Linked DNA regions of Anas platyrhynchos: region 1 is linked to region 2. The links are chromatin contacts, called in public Hi-C maps. All regions are on one chromosome and are shown on one strand. Each heading gives the region's core, a stretch centred on a gene start, on an enhancer-like site or on the middle of the called end of the contact. The rest is flanking DNA. Distances are from core to core; before and after follow the strand shown. Region 1 holds the start of SRP9 (signal recognition particle 9). Region 2 overlaps ENAH (ENAH actin regulator).

Region 1 (4,939 bases), core at 1,774-4,273, 91 kb before region 2:
GCAAATCCATTTCTACCTGCTGTCTACCATCTCATATCCTAACTTCAAATATTTCTAAGCACTATTTAGAACAAGAGCAATGCAGCTGCTCCATTGCCTTCTACAGCAACCACTGAAAGCATGCTGCAAAATTCTGTGTTATATATGCTGCAAAAATTCTGTGTATAGTAGCACAAGCTCTGCTGAATGCGTAACAAATGGTTCTGGCACCATAGCGTTATTTCAGAAGATGGGATTTCTGAAGTGCAAGCGAATTTTGCAGTTTAGTCTGATACCAGTCCAGCATCTCCTACTCACAAAGAAGCAGATAGCCCTACAGTTTCAAGTTATTACCACTCTGAGCAAGTTGAAAGGACCAAACTCTAACTAGCAAACAGCTGTTTGAAGACGATCCTTATGCACTTCAGTGGAAGCTAACAACATAGTTCCATGAAGAACTTTCAAATGGAGAGAGGGTCTAAGATTTTTGTAATGCTTGTTTCCTTGTTTTCATAGAATCCTAACAAGACCTCTAAAAAACACTGAAATGTTCAAACTTCCACTGGATTATGCAGAGTTGAACACAGGTCAGCATGTCACAGACAGAAACTAAGAAAGTGTGAGCAAACTGTGAAAGTGTGAGAAATTAAGAAAGTGTGAGCAAGAAAGTGTGTTTATGAACAATGGTTCATAAACTGACTGACAGCAAAGTGCCAGTCCTCGAGAGGTACAGTACGCCTTCTAAAGGGGACCGTGTTCTTTACTTACAGCTACGTCATCCGTTACTTTGATACAGAGGTTCCCATCACAGTGTCGGTATTTGAGAACAACCCGCACCTGAAATGACAAACATTTAAGAAGTTAACACCTATAGCTATTAACATCTATTAATTCACATCTATTACCATCACAACATACCTGAGGGAAATTCAGACTGCCTGTTATTGAAGTTACATACTGCTTCACAGTTTCACTACCTCTTGGTGGTCCTCAGTTCCGCTGTCCACAAACCTTACAGCCACGGTGGTTTAGAAGTTGGATCACCACATTTCCTTGCCTAACGCATTAAATCGGTATTACAGTAATGTCAGTGAGCTTTATGTGGGGCATGTTAAAAACCTCCGTAAGTATAGCAGTGGCAGTTGCAGGGGCCTCAGTAACAGGTATTGGAATGGCTCCTGCCATTTCCTTACAAGACACCCACTCGCCACGTATCACACTTTAGAAAAAGTGAAATAGAAGTTGTGTTTATAGACAAGAAACACTTAGGACAATAGTTCTATGTGAAGACTTGAAAAGGATCTATTGAGTGGGGTAAACTCACCATTAGGTACTGTATAAGCAAAGTAGTAAAGTATCGTATAAATGCTATATTTCCAGTGACTACAGTTAATTCAATAGCAACATTAAAGCCTATAGACAGGCTTGAAGCATTTTAACACTTTTAAAAGTGGAAAAGGGAAGATACAAGTATAACATTTTTAGAGTAATTAAAACCATAGCACTGAAGAGAGTTCTTTGAAATTAAACTGCTTTCAAGACTCAACAAGGCTACATGTGAGGAAGTCAGAAAGCAAGGACTCAGCTTGTCACTAAAAATAATTCCTACTGTAGTAACCTGCCCTGAGATTCAGTCTACCCATAGCCCTTCTGGACTCTCAAATTACACAAGTTCTCCTAACCACCATGATAAACATCAACACTCTCAGGATTTGACTGAGCATTAAATGCTTCCTACTGAATGCAGGATTGGCCAAGGAGTTTTCTTATCTACTGTTTCTAGTGTCAGCTAGCATCAGCACAGTATCTAGAAGGAAAGCAATTTGTGCTTTTAAGAACATTCAGAATTAGGATGACTGATGCTATAAAGAGATCTTTGTCATACAGTGACCCGCTGTATCATCAACCACCTTGACTACAAAATACATTTTGATATTTCTGCTCTGCAATGGATCTCTTTACAAGTTTGTCCTTCTTGCTTAAGAAATGGTCTTCTAGCCACAACATCTATGTAACTACATTTCTCAACTGAGCAAGCCTGGATTAATTATCTTGTTCCCACAAAAGGCAAGACCACTCATTACCAAGCTTAATTGGCCCCAAAAAGAACACAGACACATCTCCCACAGGTCTTACTCTTCCTTCAGTTTCTTGAAGAGTGCAACTGTATGTGAAAGTTTCTCAAGCTAGCTGCCCTGCAAGTTGGAAGGAGAGTCCTCATATTGTAACTCTAGGGCCTACGCTATCTTTTTCGCAAGGGGGAAAGCAACGCCTGGCTGCACTGACATCCTTTGCAAACTCTTCACTTAATTATACTGCAGAGCATAAAAAGGTACAACACAGAACTTATTATCAGTAGACAGGTGACGATTGCACATGAAGGGGCATTTATGCTAGTTAAAGGCACACACACTACTTCTGGAGGTTCCTCTGTGCACCCTACTTTTGATGAACGAAACTAAGTCCCTTTTGCTGATATTTTCTCAGGCTTATGACTCCCACTTCACCTTTTGCACGGTTTTTTGGCCAAAACGTTTGTGAGACTGAAGTCTGCTCAAACTACACATCTGAGAAGAACTACTAAAACCCGAGAGCGGTCACAGAGCAAGAAGTTAATTCATAGAGCAAATGATCTTTAGGAAACACCCCCCTGAAGCAACACCGCAGGTAATAATACAACACATGACCTAATAAACGCTTCCTTTTACTTTTCAGCGAGACAAATTCACAGGGACGCGGCTTCACATCCGAAGAACACCACAGCGAGAGCTCCGGAGCCACCGGGCCGCCCCCGCCGCCAGCTGGGGCCTCACCCGAGACCCACCAACACCCCCCCCCGGGGCCCTCCTGGGTCTGGGTCTCGGCGTGGGGCGTTCCCCGCTCACCTTCATGGGGTCGGCGAGGTAGAGCTTCTCCGCGGCGCGGGTGAACTCCTCCCAGGCCTGGTAGTGCGGCATGGCGCGGCGCGGCGCCCTGCTCCCTCCCGTGCCACAGCCGGCAGCAAGATGGCGCCCGCGGCGAGCGGCGCGGCGGCGCAAGAGGCCGCCTCCCATTGGCCGGCGGGGAGCGGGCAACCAATCAGGAAGCGCGTGACTCAGCGATGGCGGCCCCGCCAGCGCGGCGCCAGGCCGCCACAGCGACCCCTGCAGGCGCGGCGGGGCGGGGCAGGGGGGAGAGGAGAGGGGGAGAGGCCGCCCGCCAGCAGCCCGCGGGGTTGCGGGTTCGAATCCCGCCCCCCTCCCGGGCACCGTGAGGTTGGCTCCGCAGGAACCAGGCGGCTGAACGTGGTCCAAGTCCTCCCGCTGGAAGGCCCTTTGTGGCTCCAGGCTGAACAAAAGCGTGCTGGAAAAAAATAATAAAACAGCACGGGCGGCTCCGGGCCGCCGGGCTTCCAAAAGGCTCCGCCGGCGGCTGTGAGGGCGGCCGGGTCCGGCCCCAGGCTGGGAACCGCGGCGTTATGCGGGGGAATCCCGCTTTTCATACATTTTGCGTGTGAATAAAGCATTTACACAGCGCTGACTCAACGTAATCTCAGAAAAGAGAGGCAAATAAATCCAGGATTTCTCCTGTGGCAATTCCCAGTCCCGTTTCGTTAGGTGACCCGCGGTCGTTCCTCAGTCCCACGGAGCCAGCAGGCTGCTGCTCACCACAGACCTGAAGTAAAGGCCAACACAAAACATCGAACCCTGCTGTTACCTGTTACCAGAACCGCCGGATAATCACCCACCATTTCATGTTACTGTTACCGAACTGAGGAAACTGTGGCCAAACAAGCTGGAAAGTTTAGGGCAGATCTGCTGGTGAGGGGACAAATTGCCCAGACCATCCCAGTCTCTGCTAGCGACATGGGGAAATCCCAGCTGTGGTTATTTCAAGGCACAATAGATGTAGGAGAGAATGAGGAAACATGGCACAGAAATAAAAGGGTGGATGGGAGGTAAGGGGAGAAAAACTAGAATGAATTTCCCTGAGTCAGTAAAGCAGAAAATAATTATTACTGTGGAGATCAACCTTGGAAAAGTCTTTTGTCTGCGGTGATCAGACAGCCAAACTTTAATAAATTGCAACTTGTGGGTGTTATGTGGTCTAAGCAATTCTGCTTAAAGGCGTTTGCACCAATGTGTGAAGACTGAGCAGTGGAAGGCTCAAGACTTTTCTTTCCAGAACTGCTCGCAGAGTTTTGATGCAACACGGAGAACCCAGCTTCAGAAACTTCGGAGTTGTCTTTCGGAGGGGCTGATAATCAACAGCTCTAATCAAAGGCTTTGATAGGCATACCAATAGAGCCTAAAGCAATTAAGCCAAACACAGAACCTAACCAGAGTATTTCTCTACCACCTCACATTTTGCGCAGCCATTTTGTAACTGCAGAGTAGGAATTGCTTTTGGTAGTGGTTTACAGACGCACAGGGTTGTAAATATGTGCAAATGAAAGGTGTGGGGAGTGCACAACCTGTAACACACCTAGTTCATAGAACCATTGCTCACCAAATTTGGATCCAGGTTTTCCAGTGGGATGCAGATATTTTCTTCCTGAAGGACGAGTCCCAGTTTTGGGCTGTGTAGTCAGCAGCACCTTGGGGTTGATTTTCAGAGGATTTTCATTTTGACTCAAATGGTCAGGATCCTTTATGTGTCCTGTGATGCAAGAACTGGCTTAAGTTTGCCAATGCCCAGTTAATAGCCCCAGAATCCATGCAATATAACAGAGCTAATGTAATTAGCAATTTAAGCTAATGTAAGAGAGCAAGATCAGAAAAAAAAAAAAAAGAAAAAAAGAAAAAAAAGGATACATTTTTATTTTTCCTTAATGCAGATGATTTCTAAGATCCATTTTAGGATGTAACTTCTCAAACTATTACATGTACAAAACACTGAAGGTGACAAGCTGAAGCAGCCAGGGCAAGGGACAGAGAGGGAGTTCTTATTTGACCTTATCTCTGAAGAAAATGTAGAGTGT
Region 2 (4,882 bases), core at 2,274-4,773:
TATGAATAAAGTTTTGTTTAATAAACATCAGGGAGTGTCAAGAAGGGTTCATGTTCTTGTCTTAAATATTACGAGTAGAAGTTGCAGCTATATTATATCTGACATCTTTTGTAATCAGGGCATTGTCATACATTCATGAACATAACTGTAGATTATAAAGGCTCAATTTTTTGGTATTAATCAAAAATTGACAGTTATCACTGATAACATTGTTACTTAAAGAAACTTTTACAGAACTGGGGAAACAAGTAATGAATACCTTACTGATGGTGCTGATAAATTTAACCTTTGATACCTTAAAATAATTTTAAGTTTGTAGGAGTGACCTTAGCACTCTATTCTAGAAGCTTTGTCTCTGTCTCCCCCTACATAAAAGAGGGAAGCAGAGAGGGAAGCCACAAGCTTGCTGAAGGCCACCAAGCAAGCTTGTTCCCAAGCCAAGTGTAACACCCAACAGCCTTGTTTCCAAGGTTCTGCTGGCGTTGATAAGAGGCTCTGCTCCCTTCAATAGAAAGCTTATCTGTACTCAAATTCAAATACGTTTTATTGAATGTTTTTGTTATCCTTGGCCCCTTCTTACTACCTTGTGCAGCTAAAAGTGCCTGTGAAGTGAAATGAAAAACATTAATTTCTATACAGGAAAAGCAACATAATCACCATTAGCTAAAATAAATCAAAATGAGTCAATTAATTCAACTGAAAGCTTATAAAATGGGAGTCACATATGAAGAGGCAGATACTTGAAGGAATGGGAAATCTTAATTGGAAAGTAATTAGCTTGAATAGAAGTACTAGAGCAGTTTTGTTGCTTATTAATGTCCTAGTGTTTGACCATTGTAGCCTTGCTTATAATCCGTAATACAAATCCAGGTCTAGATACCACTTTACCTTTGCTAAACATTAGTTAACAACTTTCCCTAAATTCTGTTCCGTAATGCTCTACAATAGGACAGGCTCTGAATAGAAGGAGAAGGAAGTAGAGTGAAGTGAAAGAGGTCATTTCCCCATGATCACTTTTCCTATTACTTCCATGTATCACTCTCTGAAAAAGTCTGCTTTCCATTCACTTAGAAAAATCTTCAAGCATTTATTAAAATACTTCACTTCGTTTATTAAAAACAAAACAAAAAAAAAATTCTTATATTCCACAACAGAAATACATCTTTCAACTCTGGCTTTGAACTTTTGCCTGGGGTGTGCTCTTTGCTTAGTAGGTGTGCTCAAATTGTCCTTTATCGTCTTTTGAAAAGGTTTTCACTGTTACGCGATACTTATCTTTATAGCATATGTCTATACAAATTAACTTGCTGTCTGCTTTCATTTCATTCGTCCTTAGAAAAGTCATTCGTACTTTGCTTTGACTATCAGACTATGCGACGGGTATGTTGCTTAGCTTTGGCACTGATACACTGAGAAATGAACTGGTAGAAATTCTTAATTACTGGGTTGTTTATATAATTGTTTCTCTAAGGCAAAAATGAGATCTTCACCTCAAACTAAAATTCTCGTGTCATCCAGTTGACTAAGTTTTTATGAAGATACTAGATTAAAAAAAAAAAAGATTGTACTCTTAGACTGTCTTTTAAATGAACAGTACAGTAATTGCAGGTGTGTGCATGTTGGCTTGGCCTATCCTTATATTGCCACCTCCCAAGGAAGTCTGTCCAGCTAAACGAAAATACACATTGTAGGTATATAACCCGCAATACATGTATTGTTCCTATCTTGAACAGTAAATACCTGTTTTTTCTTAGGGTAGGAATGCAATGTCTTCTGGTGCTTTGTCAACACTGCTAACATCAGACAAGTGATTTTAAAAGAAGCGGGGTGGAGAGTTTCAGGTGAAACTCCAAAGTAGACAATATATTCGCAAACACCGGGGAAAAAACCTGGAAAGGCACTGAGAAAAACGTGTTTCTATTGTCAATTTGCCAACTATACTTTCGTAGTGTTGTGCAACTGCAATTAATAAATTCAGCTCTTGAAGGGACATAGAGGTAAGAAGTCAATTTGAGGTGAAAAGGAAGTTAAGGAACTTGGTAAACTACAACACTGGTTGTGGTTTAAAAAGGGGATGCTCAATTTGGTTCAAGCAGTCCCCAGCAGCTGGGTGTCATTCTTTGAGCTATGCCAGCATAGCTGTCTCCATGGCTGTGGGAAGAACCAGATCAGGTCCTGATTTAGCTGGGGAAAACAATTTTTTCATGCTTTCCCCCCTGGAATTTTTAATGCATTGGATATTCAGTCCATCTCTCACTAGATAGGTGCCCCAACTGTTGTAGAGGAAGAGTGATGCAAATGTGAGAATAAGCTGAAAAGCAGAAAACCTATAAACTGAACTACTGCTGAACAAATTAGTATATGAAATTATATCCCTGTCAAAGTACACCACAGAGTGCACTATCTGTAATTTCTTTAGAAAAAGAAAGATGTTAGATTTTCCTTAAAACTTGAAATGAGTCGATGATTCAGCCCTTTCTACTTGGCTTGTACTGGTCTTTGAAGATAAAGCGATTCTGTAGATGGAACAGACTTCTTGTCCAGGCAGGATCTGTGAATATTTCTCTGGGTGCTTGATATTGCTGATATATCCTGAAGCGTTCAAAAACATTAAAGAAAGCTTTTTATCACCTAGTTCCTGCTTGTTTGTTTATAACATCTGTCCCCCTGTCTGGACAGTGCTGTTTGAGCAAGGAAGTGGTGGTCATGACTTCTTGGAGTAAATTAATTTTACAGCGTAAAAGATACCTTTCCCCCTGGGTCCATACCTTTAACTTGCCAGTGTCCATCAGCATGGTGGCTACTTCAGTAGGGGATTCAGAGGGGATTTCCTTGGTGAGCATTCCTAATGGCTTGGTAGCTCACCATTTCTTTCTTGAAAGCCTTTGGTCTACTAAGGTTGCATTTTTTCCTGGTAAAAAGTATATATAAGTAATAAAACCAACTGTGTCAGCTGCTTTGCAGGTGATTGCCTTCAACTTTCTTGCATGTATAGATTATAAAAAGCACCGGAGCTTACTGGAGTAGGTCAGCTTCCCAAGTCACGTTCTGCAAGGCAAATGGCGACTTTTTGACTGAGAGTGAAAAGCTGGAGGTTGTGAGAACAGATTTTACTATGAAATTCTGCTTGTAGAATAACAAAGCCAAATGACAACAAATGGTCTTTGCCACTTCATTTCCCTTCTGTCCCATTTCAGTCTTCCATAAGCAGTGGATGAACAGTGAGCACAAACAGTGAGATGATTTGTTTCTGAGGGTGACAGCACAAGAAGGAATGAGGAGGGGGCACCAGCAGAAGGTCTGCAGAGTGACAGTATGAAGTCAGCCGCTGCAGCATGGTGTGAATATCTAATAATACTCTGTTCGAGACCAGTTAAATACAGGAGACTAAGCGGGTGGAGGTTCCAGGTTTTCGTTTCTTCTGCATTTCAGTACCAAATAGTTCCAACTGGTAAGTGGCTGTAGTGTTGTAGGCCTGAGCTATAGCCTTGAGCTAACAAAACCAAAGGAGATAAGGATGAAAACAACAATAAGGAAGTGGCTGAAGGAACGTTTCAGAGTGACTCATAGTAACCTTTTGCTTGTTAAGGGTCATTAGATGAAAGGGTATGAAAATAGGGGAATTGGTTGAGGTGCCCCCCCTGCCGGACATCTGTACCACATGCTCAGTAGGAGGTAAGCTGGGCAAACTAGAAAAAACAATCAGAAATAGCAAGGGAGATTGTTTCACAAGTTGACTGTGCATAAATAACAGTACCTAAGTCAGACGTGTGCTTTGCAGAAGCTTGCTAAGCACCTGGTTGTACAGAATGAATTAAAAGACCTTCATGTCTGTTGCAGCTGCTTATTGGCTAGGTGTACTGGACGTGAACCTAGGGATAACAGTATGATCAAAAGATGTTTTTTGTATTTTCGGTTTTTGCTTGTTTATTTTTAATGCTTAGATTATTGTGACTTGTACTGAGAAATGACAGATCTTAGGGAAGGAAATATATTAGATGTAGCAAGCAGTAATGGTATCTAGCATCTTTACACAGCTGCCACTGGGTTGTGTCTAATTCCCAAAGTCTGTGAAAGGCTGCAGCATGCAAACATATGGGCTGCTTCTCTGGCTGCTTGGGAGCTGCAGTCATAGCTTAATAGGCATAAAAGCCTAACACCTGTCACAAAGAGGAGATGAGAGAGGAGGGACTTATAATGTCAGAAGTTTTAAAGTCAAAAAGTTTTCCAGGTGAGCAGTATGACATGTTTCTATTTTATTGATAACTTTATTATTAATTATCATTGCAGTTAGATGCTTTGCATTAAGAATAATATAAATTCACATCTGTGGATAGCTCTTGGAGATATACTCCAAGCAAAATAGTACATCCGTTGCATCATCATACACTTAAACATGAGGACCTAACGATTGCTAAAAAGAAGAACTAAGAAAGACAACCTCTGTAATGCTTTCTGCTTCTGTCTTTTATAAGTAAGTTTGCATTATGTATTAACTATAGAGTAGATTGTAAACAACTTTATCATTTTCAGGATTTGTTTTCTTTATGACCACAGTGAAGGCAATACTGTGCTGTTTTAAGTACGTGAATCTTTTCGTGTAACCTTCAAAGAGGGCACTTGCTTGCTGAATCTGATGCAGATCAACTGTTCTTGAGGTCTCGATATATCACACATGGTCTCTTTGTGTTTTGGGTGACTTTCATGAGTTCAGATGGCAAACAACTTCAGTGTCTTGACATAATGAGATGGATGAGATCTACAATTTCCCTACTCTAACTAGTTTGATGGAATCTTTGGAAGAAGTTTGTTTCGTTTTGAGACCTCCTCAGAACTGGATAAATGTTGATTGTTCTTAATTCTTGATTCAGAACTCCATAAT

What was found. A called contact is a pair of places that touch in the nucleus more often than the background predicts.
Region 1: a Hi-C map of skeletal muscle shows a contact between it and region 2, with 1.8 times the contacts expected there. The contact joins the promoter of SRP9 here to the enhancer-like site in region 2. A contact is called at or near these places in 2 of 8 Hi-C or Micro-C datasets (liver and skeletal muscle).

What each region holds. Positions count from the first base shown.
Region 1 is chr3:25,263,428-25,268,366 of IASCAAS_PekinDuck_T2T, reverse strand. SRP9 (signal recognition particle 9) reads right to left here and starts at 3,023. Exons shown (of 3, transcript XM_027453045.3): 1 at 2,865-3,023; 2 at 748-816. The coding sequence starts at 2,936.
Region 2 is chr3:25,173,127-25,178,008 of IASCAAS_PekinDuck_T2T, reverse strand. The region is part of intron 9 of ENAH (ENAH actin regulator); the gene reads left to right. Among named protein-coding and RNA genes, the nearest start is that of LBR, 73 kb to the right of the region's middle. Within about 2 kb of position 3,523, at least 3 of the 8 cell types and tissues checked have an H3K27ac peak or open chromatin away from gene starts, as enhancers often do.